Linked DNA regions of Mus musculus: regions 2 and 3 are each linked to region 1. The links are chromatin contacts, called in public HiChIP or PLAC-seq maps. All regions are on one chromosome and are shown on one strand. Each heading gives the region's core, a stretch centred on a gene start, on an enhancer-like site or on the middle of the called end of the contact. The rest is flanking DNA. Distances are from core to core; before and after follow the strand shown. Region 1 holds the start of Rnft2 (ring finger protein, transmembrane 2). Region 2 overlaps Med13l (mediator complex subunit 13-like). Region 3 overlaps Med13l (mediator complex subunit 13-like).

The links. HiChIP or PLAC-seq counts read pairs in DNA pulled down with a chosen protein or histone mark.
Region 2: a contact with region 1 is called in an H3K4me3 HiChIP or PLAC-seq map of embryonic forebrain, with 5 times the contacts expected there. The contact joins the enhancer-like site here to the promoter of Rnft2 in region 1. A contact is called at or near these places in 10 of 39 promoter capture datasets (the C10 cell line, cranial neural crest, embryonic stem cells and 6 more), 1 of 15 datasets of contacts at CTCF or cohesin (the NIH/3T3 cell line), 2 of 484 Hi-C or Micro-C datasets (bone marrow-derived macrophages and memory CD8 T cells), 25 of 115 datasets of contacts at active chromatin or transcription factors (the 230-238 cell line, the NIH/3T3 cell line, bone marrow-derived macrophages and 17 more) and 4 of 9 other capture datasets (adipose tissue, embryonic stem cells, liver and 1 more).
Region 3: a contact with region 1 is called in an H3K4me3 HiChIP or PLAC-seq map of embryonic forebrain, with 5 times the contacts expected there. The contact joins the enhancer-like site here to the promoter of Rnft2 in region 1. A contact is called at or near these places in 9 of 39 promoter capture datasets (the C10 cell line, the HPC-7 cell line, cranial neural crest and 6 more), 1 of 15 datasets of contacts at CTCF or cohesin (the NIH/3T3 cell line), 2 of 484 Hi-C or Micro-C datasets (the AML12 cell line and bone marrow-derived macrophages), 16 of 115 datasets of contacts at active chromatin or transcription factors (the 230-238 cell line, VIP interneurons, embryonic basal ganglia and 10 more) and 3 of 9 other capture datasets (adipose tissue, embryonic stem cells and macrophages).

The regions. Positions count from the first base shown.
Region 1 is chr5:118,243,107-118,248,000 of GRCm38.p6, forward strand. It overlaps Rnft2 (ring finger protein, transmembrane 2), which reads right to left and starts at 1,919. Exons shown (of 11, transcript NM_001109902.1): 1 at 1,866-1,919. It overlaps Spring1 (SREBF pathway regulator in golgi 1), which reads left to right and starts at 2,121. Exons shown (of 5, transcript NM_001081236.1): 1 at 2,121-2,352. The coding sequence starts at 2,242.
Region 2 is chr5:118,704,014-118,708,907 of GRCm38.p6, forward strand. The region is part of intron 4 of Med13l (mediator complex subunit 13-like); the gene reads left to right. Among named protein-coding and RNA genes, the nearest start is that of Gm42015, 140 kb to the right of the region's middle. Within about 2 kb of position 2,053, at least 22 of the 459 cell types and tissues checked have an H3K27ac peak or open chromatin away from gene starts, as enhancers often do. A contact at or near this core is called in embryonic basal ganglia and embryonic forebrain, where this site is marked.
Region 3 is chr5:118,664,745-118,669,638 of GRCm38.p6, forward strand. The region is part of intron 2 of Med13l (mediator complex subunit 13-like); the gene reads left to right. Among named protein-coding and RNA genes, the nearest start is that of Med13l, 110 kb to the left of the region's middle. Within about 2 kb of position 2,272, at least 54 of the 459 cell types and tissues checked have an H3K27ac peak or open chromatin away from gene starts, as enhancers often do. A contact at or near this core is called in embryonic basal ganglia and embryonic forebrain, where this site is marked.

The DNA of each region.
Region 1 (4,894 bases), core at 669-3,168:
GGTACTGTAATAGCCCAGTAGTTCTGGTAGCCTTGGAGCTATCCTCCCTGAGGTGCTGATGGTGGGTTATGGCCTTACTAGGTTTGTCCTATCAGCAAACTATGCATCCTGAGGGTTGGAGAGAGAGCTCTGTGGATAAAGTACTTGCCACACATGCACGAGGACCTGACTTTGATCCCCAGCACCTCTGTAAGTAGCCAGGCATGGTATTGCACTGTGTAATCCCAGCACTGGGAAGGCAGAACCAGGATTCCCAGTACTCCCTGGCCAAGTCCTTCCAGCTGAGGAGCCCTAGGTCCCAGTGAGAGATTCTATCTCAAAAATAAGGTGCCGAGTTCTGGCAGAATGACACCTGGGGGTGACCTCTGACCTCCACGGACATTTGCAATGGCCCCCCCACCCTGAGCATCCATACATACCTACATATGTACATATGCATGTGCACACTTATACACATACACGCACACGCACGCACAGATGTGCACAAGCACACACTGGGGGGGGGGCCATAAAAATGATTTTAGAATTTCTACTGGCTTCTAAGTGAAACCAGAATAAAAATCAGAGTCGTTGGAGGCCTCCAGGCTGTGCTGGACGTTATCATTACCCGTTTACAACCTTGATTCTGTGACTTATCTCTGGCCATAAGAACTCCAGGTACCTCTGGACACTTTAAAGTTAAGAGTTCCTGCCTCCGGGCCTTTGTACCTGCTGTTCCTTCCCTGGCATGGTTTTCCAGCTGAGGGTTACAGGCTACCTCCCCACAGCACTTACCAGTCATTGACATGTGGGTTTGTTTACTATGACCCTTGAGAGGTCCTGTGTCTGGGCTGCCCGTCCACCTTGGAGTTGCAGAGATGGAAGGCCAACGTCTCTGTAGAGATTAGATCACCTTGATTTTCCCCAGCGACAGATCCGCACACACCTCGTCCTACCTCCCGCACCAATAGAAAGCCAAGAAAGAAGGGCAAGGCTTGGAGAGAGACTCCATATGGCTACTGCTCCTGCAGAAGATCTAAGTCCAGTTCCCAGCACCCACAAGGGTGGCTCACAACTACCTGTACCTCCAGCTGTAAGTGATCTGACTCCCTCTACTGACCTCGGAGGGCACCTGCACTCCCATGGGCAAACCCACTCTAACATATAATTAAAAAATAAATACATACATAAATAAAATCTTTAAAGAAATAAAGAATATGCTTCCATGAACAGGCTCAGTTTCCCGGCATATTTTCCCTACAGAGAAAGATCCATCTCTTAGCCCAGGCCAACACAAATGGGTGCGGAATTAATTAATTCTGCACAGCCTTCTCGGCTGCAGCTAGCTAGGAAGCCACAGGCTAAGGTGCCTGCCTTTTCTGCAAGATTAAATTAGCTAGGAAAAGACTCCTTGGTATCATCGTCATATTCAGGCAAGCCCTCTATCACCTAGCTACACTCTCAACCAGGCCGTTTTATAAAGAAAGAAACTGTCATCCATCAGGTAACATGTCTCAAGAATTTGCAATCTGGCTTGATACTCCGGGTGGCCCCACTACTCCTTATCCTCGGGGAAACTAAAACACGGTATCCCCAAGTTTCCACCTACAAGCTTTGAGAAAACGTCATAAATTAAATGCCCACGATTCTGTGGCAAACGGGCGGTACAAGTAGGCTCGTATTGACTCCTGGAGCCCACAGGATGCTACAGAATGAATGAATGGACCATCTCCGTCCCACACACCCTGGTCCTCCCTAGGAGGCTGCACGGTCCCCTACAGGACGCTTGGGCGCGAGCGGCGTCCCCAGACCGGACGGCGAAGCGCCTTTGCCGCCAGGCTCGCGGGGTCACAGGGTAGCAGCGGCCGAGCATAGCCTTCATTTACCTGCCAGACACTGCAGCAATCACGGCCTCTGCTAATCCAGCCTAGCCAATCCCTGGCGTGGCCAGGGCGCCACGTGACTTCCGGCCGGCAGTGCCACCGAGAACGCGATCGGCGCTAGGACCCTCGCACAGGGAGGCCTGCCTCTAGTCCGAGAAGGTCCGCCCCTGCCGTCACATTCAGCCAATGGAGAGCCGAGGCTCCGGCAGAACCAATGGCGAGGAGGCATGGAGGGGCCTGGCGTTGGCGTCACTAGGTGGGGCGGGGCGTGCGGCGGATCACGTGGCCGGCGCGTTGGCTGCGGGAAGGTAAAGCAGTGCTGGAAGCGGATTGCAGGGGTCATGCCGTGGGGTCGTCTCTGCGCCTGCGCCCTACCGGGATGCTGAACCTGGCGGCGCTGCTGTGGCGCCGGCTCCTGCGCAAGCGCTGGGTGCTCGCCCTGGTTTTCGGCCTCTCGCTAGTTTACTTCCTCAGCAGCACCTTCAAGCAGGTAAGCGACTTCTCTCAGGACCTCCGTCCTTCCGATCCTGCTTCCTCCCTCAAATACTATGTCCTTCTCCCCATCGTTCTTCTAATCCTCCTCCTGAGCACTCCTCCCTCTGATCTAAAATCCTCCTTCAGCCCTTCTCCCTCCGTTGCGTTGTCCTCTGCCCTTCTCCTTTCCCCTCCCTAGCTCCCTCCGTCCTCCACTCCTCCTCCTCCCTCGAATTCTCTGCCTCCCCATCCTCTGTTCTCCTCTGCCCTCCAACTTCTTACCTCTCACCCTCTGTTCTTTTCCAACCCCTCCTCCTCGATCCTCACAGTTCCTCCCTCCCTTGATCCTCTGTCCTCTGATGCTCCTCTCTCCTGTCCTCCACCTTGTAGTCCTCCTGATATGCAGCCATTCAGTCCTCCCTCTGAGCCTCTGAGCCTCTTCCTTTCAGTCCCTGGATCATCCATTGGTCCTCCCTTCAGCTCTCTAGTCCTCAACCCTCTAGTCCTCCTCCCTCCGATTGTGTGATCCTCCTCCTGTCCTCCTGTGAATCGAAGGCCGCTAAGGGAGGCGTCCCACTGCAGGTCTTTGTACCGCCCCTCTTCCGTGCGGGATCTGGCTGGTAGGCCAGGCAGAATGGGGTCCTCAGACCTGTGCACCCTCCTCTGTCGCGTTCCCTGCTCCGCACAGCCCCAGGCTTCTTGATGGGCAGGAGGTAGAGATGGCTAGACCAGGAAGTGGCCAAGGGCTCTCTGTGCCTGTTCACCTGGGTGACCCAACAGGCTCCCTTTTGGGGCACAACTTGGTTGGGTAGATTTTTATTTTTTATTTTTTTATTTTTAATTTCTCAACCTCCCTTTCCCGTTTTTGTCCTGGTAGAGAGTTCCTAGAGACCTGGCATCCCACTGTAGTAGGAACCAGTTCCCAGCATTTGCCTAGAAACCACACTTGACTGAGTTGCATTTTGTAGGTCACCTGCCCCTCCGCCTTTCCTGCTCCTGTGCACCCTTTGATCCTGTTTTGCTGTTCTTACGAATATAGTTCTCTGGTTTTCTGTATCACAGTCCGTCTTTTGAATGGTTGCGCTTTTGCACAGTCACTCCTGGGGGGGGGGGGGGGCGTGTCTTACTCTCTTGCCCAGATTTGACCTTGTAATCCTGTCTGGCTTTTCCACATTCTGATAATTGTCTCCATTGGCTTTTCCACATTCTGATAATTGTCTCCATTGCACCCACCTGGAACAGAACTCTTGCCTTTCTTCTGCCAGATTTATACCTCTCCAGTCCTCAGCATCTCACTAAGTGACGTATGTCATCACTGTTGACACAGTTAGGCTGTTCATTTCTTCCTGTCACTTCAGGCCCCAAAACTCTGGCTCTACAGTGCCCTATTAGGAGGTGTGACCTTGTTGGAGTAGGTGTGTCACTGTGGATGTGGGCTTAAGACCCTCACCCTAGCTGCCTGGGAGTCAGTCTTCCACTAGCAGCCTTCAGATGGAGATGTAGAACTCTCAGCTCTGCCTGCATCATGCCTGTCTGGATGCTGCCATGTTCCTGCCTTGATGATAACGGACTGAACCTCTGAACCTGTAAGCCAGCCCATTTAAATGTAGTCCTTATAAGAGTTGCCTTGGTCATGGTGTCTGTTCACAGCAGTCAAATGCTAACTAAGACACTCATTTGCTTGAATTACTTCTGATGCCCCTTCAGGGGCAAGACACTGTCATCTGTTCCTGGTCTGGTGCCATAGCCTGGCCAGTCTGCTTCTGCTTTGTCTCACAGTCTGTCCTAGGGTGATAGTCTAGACAAGGTTTCCACCACAGGCCTTCTCAAATGTGTAATCCTTTGCTCAAGCGAAGAGGGTTCATCTACATTGTCTGTGTGACTGAACTACTTTTGGTCAGTTTGGATCTAACTGACCGTAGTCAGTGATTCGGGCCATGCCCGGTGCCTCACTGTAGTGCAGTCTCCTGCCCATCGTCTGGCCACTTGCCTTTGTGGTAATTACTAACCCAGCATTTCTTGTTTGTGTGTTTGCTTGTGTGTTACCTCACCCTCTTGCTCAACATAATGTTTTTTGAGAACAGAGACCTGCGTGTTTTGTTCGGACACTGCAGCCTTCATCTCTACCCGAACCCCCCAGGCACTTCCTGGGGACCAGATGTTGACCAGATGTTGGTTCAAGTGAGTCTTGGTTGAGGTGACGACTTTTCTCCTAAGCCAGGTTATTTATTTATTTATTTATTTTTAATAATCTTGGCTCAGATGTTGTCTACGTAGTGACCTTTCCTACAGCCCCATTTTAATTACTTGACACGTGTGTGTGTGTGTGTGTGTGTGTGTGTGTGTGTGTGTGTGTGTGTCTTCCTGTCTGTCTGTGGTAGGGTAGGTATAAGTATCTCCCTAGCTATTCTGGAACTCACTCTGTAGACCAGGCTGGTCTTGAACCCACAGATCTGCCTGAGTGCTGGGACTGAGGGCATGCACCACCCCTGGCTGCCTTGCTTGCATCTATTTATTTATTTATTTATTTTTGTTTTTTTTTGCTTGCGATTTAAGAC
Region 2 (4,894 bases), core at 803-3,302, 460 kb after region 1:
CTCATTAACCCGGACAGTACTTGAATGAAGGACAAAGGCATTGAATGTCCATCCAGACTGTGCCGAGGTGGCCAGTCTTCCTCAGTGTCAGTTTGTGCAGCTATCATACCTGCTTGGCAATGGCTTCCCAGCAGTAGCTTTGTGTAACGTTAAGTGTTCAATGGCTTGATGGACTGGTGTTTCACTAGGTGTTGCAATGATTCCCAAGGCCTTTGTGATTGTTTTATTTAGTTTTGCATATTTTGATTTTTTTTATTAATTATATGTGGGTGTTTTGCCTGCATCTCTGTGCCACCTGCATGCAGTGCCTGCAGAGGCCAGAAGGGGGCACCATATCCTCCAGGACTGGTGTTAACAGCGGGCTGTGGACCACAGTGTGGGTGCTGAGATTCAAGCCTGGGTGCTCAGCAAGATGAGCTCTGATCCTCCGAGCCATCTCTCCAGACCCTGGTTTCTCCATACTTAGTTTGGACTTTTGGGATAGCATTGGAAATGTAAATGAGGAAAATACCTAATAAAAAATATTTAAAAAGAGAAAAAAACATAAAGCAATAATCAATTGTTATTTCTTTTCTCTGAGCGAAGATAAGCCAGTGTGTGTGCTTCCCTTGCCCGGGCTTCCTGAAGGGCTGTGGATACAGCAGTGTGAGGCAGTGTCTCCGTAATGCCTACTCTGCCATTTTGCTTTGTTTTTGTGAATCTGATGCCTTCATACCAAACTGAATGAGAGTATTTGCTCTCACAAGCAATGACATGTATGTTATAGCATATCCTATTATGAAAAGATAAACCTGTATACAAACGGACCTCTGAGCAGTTTAAAATCATTCATTCATTCATTCATTCATTCATTCATTCATTCATTGTGTGTGAACCTGCTTACATGGCACAGCTTATGTGTGGAGGTCAGAGGACAGCTTGCAAGAGTTGTCTCCCACACATAGGTCCCAGCGTAGGTAGGCTTGGCAGCTGTGTTGTCTTTATCCCAGCCATCTCACTGACCCACTGTGGGTGAGTTGTCAGGGACTGCTCCCAGGGCTGCACAGACACTACACATCCCTCTTCTACTACTGAACTGTCTAGTCCAACTTCCAGCAGTGCTGTGCTCTGCAAGACTGCCTCACAGTGAGCTCAGAGCAGTACGTTTCCCTCTTGGGGATTCGCTGTCTGAGGGAGTCCCCGTGCAGGAGCTCCTTATATCTCAGTTAACCCACACAGGGGCTTGTTGGTTTATCCGTTGTCGTGCATTGCACTCCTTAGAGATTTGCGTGGGAGCCTTGTAGTGATGATGTGCAGGGATTCTTCCACACTTGGTCCGTCTAAATCTTACATAGCATTTGACAGCGTCTTCTAAAGGGAGAACCAGGAAGAAGAGAGAATAAACCCATGTTAACCACACACACTTTGTCAGTCACCAGGAAGCCACACGCTGTGTGACTGGAGGTTTGTTATGACGACTTCATATCTAGGATGAGGTCATGGTTCCCATCATGAAATTGGGTTCACTTGTTTGATCTTGTTAGCGGTGTCTGGTTTTATTGAGCTTTGAAACAGGAACCTATTTCCTTGATCCAGTCTTGATCTGGGCGGATTAGTGAGGAGGGCCTGACATGAGGACTCTTCCATGAGTATAGTGTTGACCAGATTCTCCCATTGTCATGCTCCACATGTCCAGAGAAGTAGCCTCTCTGTGACAGCTCATCTTGTCGGCTTTGGATTCGCTTTGCAGTCACTCTCTCTGGTGGGCAGAGCTGATGGGCACTGTGGGCTTTCATGTATAGACTCTTCAGAGAAATTTACTTGCTTAAATTAAAAAACAAAAAGAGCACCACTTACTCATGGACCACTAAAAACAAAGTATTTTAGCTTTGAAATTTCTGACCCTGAATCAGGCATTGGTAACTCAAGATGTAGCCACCACAATATGAAGTCGTCTACTCTCGTTCTGGTGGAGATCCAGGTGCAAAGCAGAAAGCTGCCTCCTTTGTAGCTCCTCACAGGGAGACGCGGCGTTCACAAGAGCATTGTGGTTCTGAGCTCAGTGCAGGACTTGGCAAGTTTATCTAGGCAAAATAGTCTGAAATGTGTGCATCTGTTTTGCATGCAGTGGTAAGGCTCTTCAGACTACCCATGAATATCATGTGGAATTAACCCCACTAAATAGACTTTAGAGTTGTTCAAGTAAAAGGACACAGCCTTATGGCAGAGTGCCAAACACATGCCACTTTGAATCAAATCTCTGCCTTTCTGCGCTCCTCCTCTCCCTGTCTGCATGTCAGCTCATCCTGTCAGGGTGGGATGGGAGAGACGGGTCTACAAACACGAGCATCAAGCCAGGACAATAGTTTTGTTCCTGGATAAGTATTTTACTCAAGGCCAGGATGAATGCTTGCACACATGTATACCTCATGAGAAGACAGGGGAAGGGTGTGCTGTTGGCCCACGTTGAGTTAGCTTGTTTTAATTAAGGAGACAAAGACATAGACATTGTATGCTAACATGGCTTAGTGCATACTCTGGTTTTGTGTGAGACTACTCTGTAATGCATTTCTTCTTCTATTAGCAAATGTGATTAATGTGGCACACAGTGTTAACTGTGCTCTCTCCCCAAAGACATCAGATGGGAGGCAGCATGTAGAAGCTGAATCATTTGGAGAGGCTCGGTGATTGATTTAAACATAAAAGGATTAATTGGTCCCTGAACCAGACTATTAAACCGTACTGTGATCTTGACTGAAAGTGGGAGAATTACAAATGCATTGCATAGAATAAATTAATACATGTCATGGCTTTAACCCTTTCCCTCTGATTGCTTTTTGTGGTTTTATGGACTATACTCTGTTGTGTGCTTGGTGGTGCAGAGGGGACTAGGTGTGGTCCTGATGGAATAGGATATGGGGCGGAGCGAGCATCAGGGTCCAAGGAATCTGGGGCAATGCTCACAGACTGGATTTTCTAGCAACTTCCACCTGTGAAGAGTCTGAGCATCGATGCCAATTGTTACTGAACAGGGATCTAAAGTTCTCAGTCTGTGGGACATTGATAAAGAGGAACTGGGTTAATGGAGCCCTTCTCCCCTGGGCAGCTGCATGGAAGGCTGAGCTCCTGAGGATACATGCTGTAAGAATACCAGAGCCAGAGAAAACTCTTTTTCTCTTGAGCCAGGCGTGTGCTGCTCTCTGAGGAACGGTACTCATTTGTCCTTTGCAGGGAGAGGAAGTGTGTCCACTCACATTGTTTATGTTGAGGTTCTTGTGTGGCCCGCTGTTACAGAGTAGTCTGGGTGGCAGAACAAGTAAGTAGTTGGTTCAGGGGCATTTGTGACCCATGCCGTGTGTGAGTTTTCCAATAACATGACTCCCACATTTCAGAGTGGAGTCTTTTTTTTTTTTTCCCCGAGACTTGCATGCACACATAGGTGTGGGGGATCACTTGCTTGAGGTTTTTTAAGACATTGTGCTGTAGAAATCTCAGTGGTTATCTTTGTCCATTTCTGACTATGGCAGCATCACATCATGTGCAGCTTTAAATGGCATGCCACGTGGCTACTTGTTGAGGTCACCCATTGATCCCCTTTGCTGTGCTTTCAGCTGTTACTGAGTCGGGATAGAGTGGCCTTCTCTCCTGCTCTGAGCAGTTCCTTCCTGATGGCTTGCTCACTGGAGTGATGGAATTTGGGTACTGCCAGTTGCTTGGTAGAAAGCCAGAGAGCCTTTGTGACATCTAGTCTTTAGAAAAGAGCCAACTCGCACCACAGACTTAGTGTTCTCAGCACGGTGAAGGGAGATGACAATCAGGAGGGCATGTCTGAACTCAGTGTAAAGGGGATGGAGGATTCTTTCATTTACTGCTTCATTACTGTTAGCAGAGTTGGTCCGTGCCATTGCTAAGTAGAATAATGATGTTTATTCAGGTGAGTTGACTTCAACATTGTCTATGATTATAAACTTTAATTGCTCTCAATGTTTTTGAATTATTAATCTTAGTAAATTTTACTTAATAGAAAATCTTTAAAGACAGATATCTGAATGGATGAGTCTGACTTGCCTTAAAGTTTAGTAAATTTCAGATGGAGTTGTGCACACAGGGATGGAGAAGTCACCTTCTACAATGACAAGGAAAACGAAAGGGAATCTCACTAGCTTCTTTCTTCTCTCTGCCCATGGCTGGGTGCTGTTGGACCACAAGGAACACAGCTGAGTTCTTCCTCATGCTCTCCCTCCTGAGAAGAGCCCAAGGGAGGGGCTCTCCTTGCTCTACAGGGCTCATGTTTCTCACCTGGCTTCCGATGTGGCTCTGACTTACTGCTGGTGTCCTGCCCTGCCCTCATTCCTGAATTTCATATTTCTGTCTTACTGCCTCTTTCAGATGTGCCTCACCTGGGCTCTGCTCGCCAGTGCTGCCCCCTAGTGGTACTTCCTCTTCCTCGGACTGCTCTGCCTGTCCCTTGTGTCACTGTGCACAGTGCTGTTGAGAAGAGAGCCATGCAGAGGATGGCAGTCCTCAGTTGAAGTCGGCCCCATGCCTTTGTTTACGGTTCACAGGCTGAGTGTGTGCTCTGCTCAGCACACTCCGTAGCCTCTCCTGCCTGCTGCTTTATAAGATGAACACTCTTAAGCATTCTCTTCCCCACACATTCAACGTGGCTCTGGATTCTGGCCTCTGCCCAGTCCGCCTGCCTCCCTCTTTGCTCTCTTGCTGCTGCTCCCTTCGCTCTGAACTCTTGAGCATGTCATCTTGTTTGACTTTGACCGCATAACCCGCCCTCGGCCTCCACTGCACATGTGTGCTGATTTTCTGAATGACTTTACACGGACTCTTTCTTCCTCCTTGGCCTGCAGCTTCTGTGGTCCAGGACCCTGGGTTTTTGGCAGTGTAGGCCCCAGAGCAGTGC
Region 3 (4,894 bases), core at 1,022-3,521, 420 kb after region 1:
CTGCAGTACTGGTTTGTGTTCCGGGTTGTATGAGACTGTTGAGGACTAGTCCTGAATTTCTGTCCTAGAGGCTGACACCACAGTGCACCTTGACAGGTCAGTGGGGCCAGAGCTGGAAAGACCTTGGAGAGCACCGCTGGAGCCAGCAGCTCCTTCCTAGCTTTCTGCTTTTCTGGGCCTGGCTACTCCCATGCTTTCTCCAGTGCATCATCTGTGGGTGCCTTGTTAAGGCTGTGCAACTTTAATTTTTTTCCAAAACATATTTTTAATGATGGTTCTTAAACACTTTAATCTCCCTTGTAGCCGACCACCCACTAGAAGTAGTGGAAAAGAAAGGATACAGGGTAAGTGGACCTGTTAAGAAAGGTTTTTTGGAGCCACTCCCATCTGTGTTGTCTGGAAATTTGCAGTTAAGTTTGCAGGTCAGCAGCGGCAGCAGCTGGATCCACTCCCAAACACTTCACAGATGCACCAACAGTCCAGTTCCGTAGTCGAGATAGCAGGCAGTGGCACTGCCGAGCAGAGACAGGCAGGCCTCAGCCTCAGTGCTAGTCAGCAGGAGGGACCATGAGTTCTCAGTGATGCCTCAGAGAAACGAAGATCAGCAAAGATGTGAGACCCACAGGCGTTGCACAGCTAGCTAGCTACCTACCTGTATAAGTGCGCTAAGCTGCTTTTTCATCACTGTCTATTGAGTCGAGTCCTATTTATCCCTGCCTTGGGTCTTGCCTCAGCATGTGCGTTTGTCTCAGCTGACATCACTCTGCCAATTGGCTGGAGTCTGCAGAAGTGGCAAGAAACTGCAGCACACTACCAGAAGTTTTTTGGTGAGTTTCTCTCTACGGAGTCCTGACAAATGCAGCATTGTAAGGTGGACCAATAGATGTGCGTTGTATTGAACCTAAAGTATTTTGTTCAGATAATAGAAAATAAACTAACTCCATGGAGAAGTTACACATTCCTCTCCTTGAAGGTAAAGAGTAATTTGATTTTGCTAAGAGATTTAGCAGAATTGATTGTAGCCAATTGCAAGTTTGAAAGATTGGAAGCCCAATAGCAGTATTTAGGTTGTTAGAGTACATTTAAACCAAAAATTGTGTGTGTGTGTGTGTGTGTGTGTGTGTACATGTGTACGCATACATATAGTGGCATCGTATTTTCACTGTTCATGTGTGTGAATTCCTTTTCGCTTTGTAGCACATTTGTAATGTAAAGTACAGTAATGCTATGGAAAGCCTAAAAAGTAATTGTTTTTTAAAACGCTAATTATATACAATATTAGCTTCAAACTGTCCCTTCTGCTAATTTGCCTGCACTCACTCCACATCTAGCACCTGGTTTCCTGTTATGTACCAACGTCTGCACAAACTCTGGCTGGCAGGCAGCACACTGCTTGCTCCCACAAAGGGTGCAGCCCCTGGGTGTGGAAGGACTGTCCACTTCTGGAAGTAGCAGGATGGCTGTGCTTGCTCTCAAGGCCTCTGTCCTCACAGCGGGGACCAGTGCTTCTGATTGCACGCTGGGCCAAGTGATGAGTGGATATAATTGTTCTGCAGTCTGGGGTTTCTTCAAAGGAGTATTTTTAAAATCCACATTAGGAAAAAAAGCTTGGAACAATGTTTATGTAAATGAAGACAAACTGTTTGCCAGGTGAGAGAGGTGCAGTAGAAGTGTGGTAAAGGAAGATGGAGGGGACGGAGGGATGCTGCTGTAACCGTCAGCCACAGAGTTTTGGTGAGAGGAGCAGAAAAGCAAGGCCAGTGAGTAGTCCTTAGCTAAAGCACGACCAAAGAGTGTCTGTCCACTGTTTGCCTGAGATGAGAGGAGTGCGCGCCCGCGTGTGTGTGTGGCGTGTGTGTGTGGCGTGTGTGTGTGGCGTGTGTGTGTGTCTGCCTCAGGCGGCTCTCACTGTACCGTGGACCGCCACTGTGCCACCCTTCAGGGAGGCAGGGCACGCAGAGCAGGCGCGGTCTCTGAGCCTTCTGTCTGCTCTTTCTCTTTCCTTCTTCCCTCTCCGTTCTCTCCTCCCTTCCCTCTTCCATGTTATTTTTGCTACATTTGCTGTTTTAACCTGTCATTTACAAACTAATTACTATGTCACCATGGCTGGCGGCTCATATAGGCGAAATCTGTCTCTTAATCAAAGGTGATTACAGTTTTTCCTGTCTGTAAATGTGCTTGTTGAGTAACGAGAGAGCATTATTCTCAGGCTGATGTGCGAACTGAAAGGCAGCAAGCAGCCGCAGCATTGTTATCTCCTCAGGCGTGGCTAATGAATCGTGTTTCAGTGTTCTGGTGGTCATGCCAGACAGTGCACTCCACCAGGGCTAAGCCTCCTGTAAACTGCTCCACAATATTATTGCAGCAAGAACAGCAATGCTGGCTGAGCTGGGGGGGGGGGGGGGTTGCCAAGAAGACAGCTGCGGTTCAGACAGTTACAGAGTAGGGGTCACTCATAGTGATAGCTCTGACAGCCACTGTTTTAGCTTCAGTGTAAAAGACAAGTCAGGACCTATCCTGTCAGCACCGAGCCTGAGTGTGTTTATGTTTCAAAGCAGGTCTCCTCTGAAGAGAAGGAAAGAAATGGTTTTGATTTTTATTGTTTAATTGAGAGCAACATTGAAACCCAGGGGTTAAGTCTTCTTGACTAACACAGCCATCATAGAGGAAAGTTTATCTTAAGCATTGATAGATTGAAGTAAAACTGCCCGAACTGAGTCAGATGTGTGTATCATATACGTGTGTGCTGTATGTGTGTATATCATATATGTGTGCATCCTGTGTACCAACTACATGCATGCTTTTCATTAACATTGAATACTGTACATACCTGTAATTCTGAAATCTGGAAGCTGAAGGATTATCATGAGTTTGAGGCTAGCCTGGGCTATACTGTGATAATCTGTGCAAAAACATCCCACCCCCCCTTTAATGTATATCTCATGCTGATCCCTGGTAATTCCTGAACATGTAGTTGTTTAATAAACATCAGCCTAACTTAGGATGTTTAAGTGGTGTGTGCTCATAAGGGAAGTCTGGAGTCAACCATGAGGTGCAGACTGCCCTCCCGGGAGCCAGAGGTCTCTGCCAGGTGGGGGCTGCCCTTCCAGAGCAGTTTTGCATTAACAGCAAAAGATACAATGGTAATGCTCATTCTATCATGCTTGAAAAGATAGGTGAGTGGGGACGCGCTGCGTTTGGAAGACAGTGTGATTCGACACTTGACGATTTCTCTTGCAGTGTGAGTGATCACAGGGATGTGGGCTGCTTTTTGCACAGCTGTCTTCTGAAGGTCTTGCTCAGTGTATCCAGAAGTCTAATTCTCTGACCTCCTTTAGTTGAAAATTTACTGGCTTTACACAAGTCCTGTGATCCATTGAAATGCTAACGTGGGTCATGTCTCAGCTGCCACATCGCTGAGCAGAAACCTTCATTAAAATTCTGGTTATCCTGCAACTGACAGAGGACCCATGCTGTTAGAGGTTCCTAAGGAAGATGTTAGCCTGGTGAGATGGCATGTCACAGCCATACTTCTGTCTGCTGAGCATTATCAGGGTTGTTATTCCTGAACGTTGCAGACAGGTCAGAACAAACAGCACTTCTACATCTGTCTTCTAGCTCTACTATTGTATCCTCTGATCCATATTTGACTGATGAATTGACAGTGGACAAGCTAAATGCATTTCTGATATAGATTTGTTAAGTGATACCAAGTGTTCTACATCCACGACTAGTTCAGGAGAGCGGCGTACCGAGTAGGTTTGATTTGATATAAATAAGTCCATTTAGTTATTAATGACTTCAAATAGATTTTACAAGGCAATCAATGGCGGCAGAATGGTGATCAGTCAGTGATACTGTGTGTAATTGGATTTTTATGGGTATGATGCTGTATTTCAGAATTAATGTGGCATTATGCTATTTGGTTACTCAGTTCTTTGTTAAGTCAATCTCTTAGAAATCAGATATCAAGAATTGAGATCTTTAAGTATTATTTGGCGCAGTCCATAGGTAAGTTGATAAATGTTGTCTTGTTGCAGTGTCTGTTTATTTTATAGTTCTCAGGAAGTAGATGTGAGAATCGGAGAGTTTAGTTTGTAAGACTGTTTTATGCATTGGGCAGCAGAGTTGAAAACAAAAGACAAGGAACATATAGATCCTCTCAGTCTCCTGTTAGATTCCTGCCCCTTAGCCATGTGTCACAGCAAATCTAACAAGGGACTTCCTCCCTTGCCTCTTGCTTCTTAAAAGTCTGTTTGTGTTTGTAGGGTTCAAACAAAATTTGCTTTTCAGTAGTTTTAGTGACTAAATGAGAATCTGTTTCCCACCAGCCCCTCCCCCTCCTGCCTCTGCAGAGGCCAGTGTGCTGAGCTCCGGGTTCTGGATCAAAGGTTTCAGTAGATTCTGCTGCCTGAGGTTAAAAGCACTGGGGGAGTCAGAAGTGTTTCTGAAGGCTAGATGTTCATTTCAGCCCTTGCTGCAGTGTGATATATTAAGGGGATCTGTAGCACAGCTCAGAGGGAGCCCGTGTTCCTCTGAAGCAATTTCAGTTTGGACTGTGTACACAGTGTAGATGGAGGATGGATGCAGGAATGAGTGCTGTGGCCCTTCCCAACGTTCCTGGGCATCTCCTCCTCCTCCTCTCCCTCAGGGAGCCAGGTGGGGTCTGCTGGGAAACTCCTCCCTGCTGCTTTGATAATTTGCCACATTGACACCTGAGCACTTGGAACCTTCTACATGGCCTTTCTCTTTAAAGAGCAAACTGATTCTGTAAGACACATGTTTTAAAAGTTGGAAAGCGCTATAAATTGTGAAGATTTCGAGTATTTGGATGCTAAGCAGTAATTACTGCTATTTAATTTTGTTTGTAATAAAATGGTGTCTTCTTAAAAAT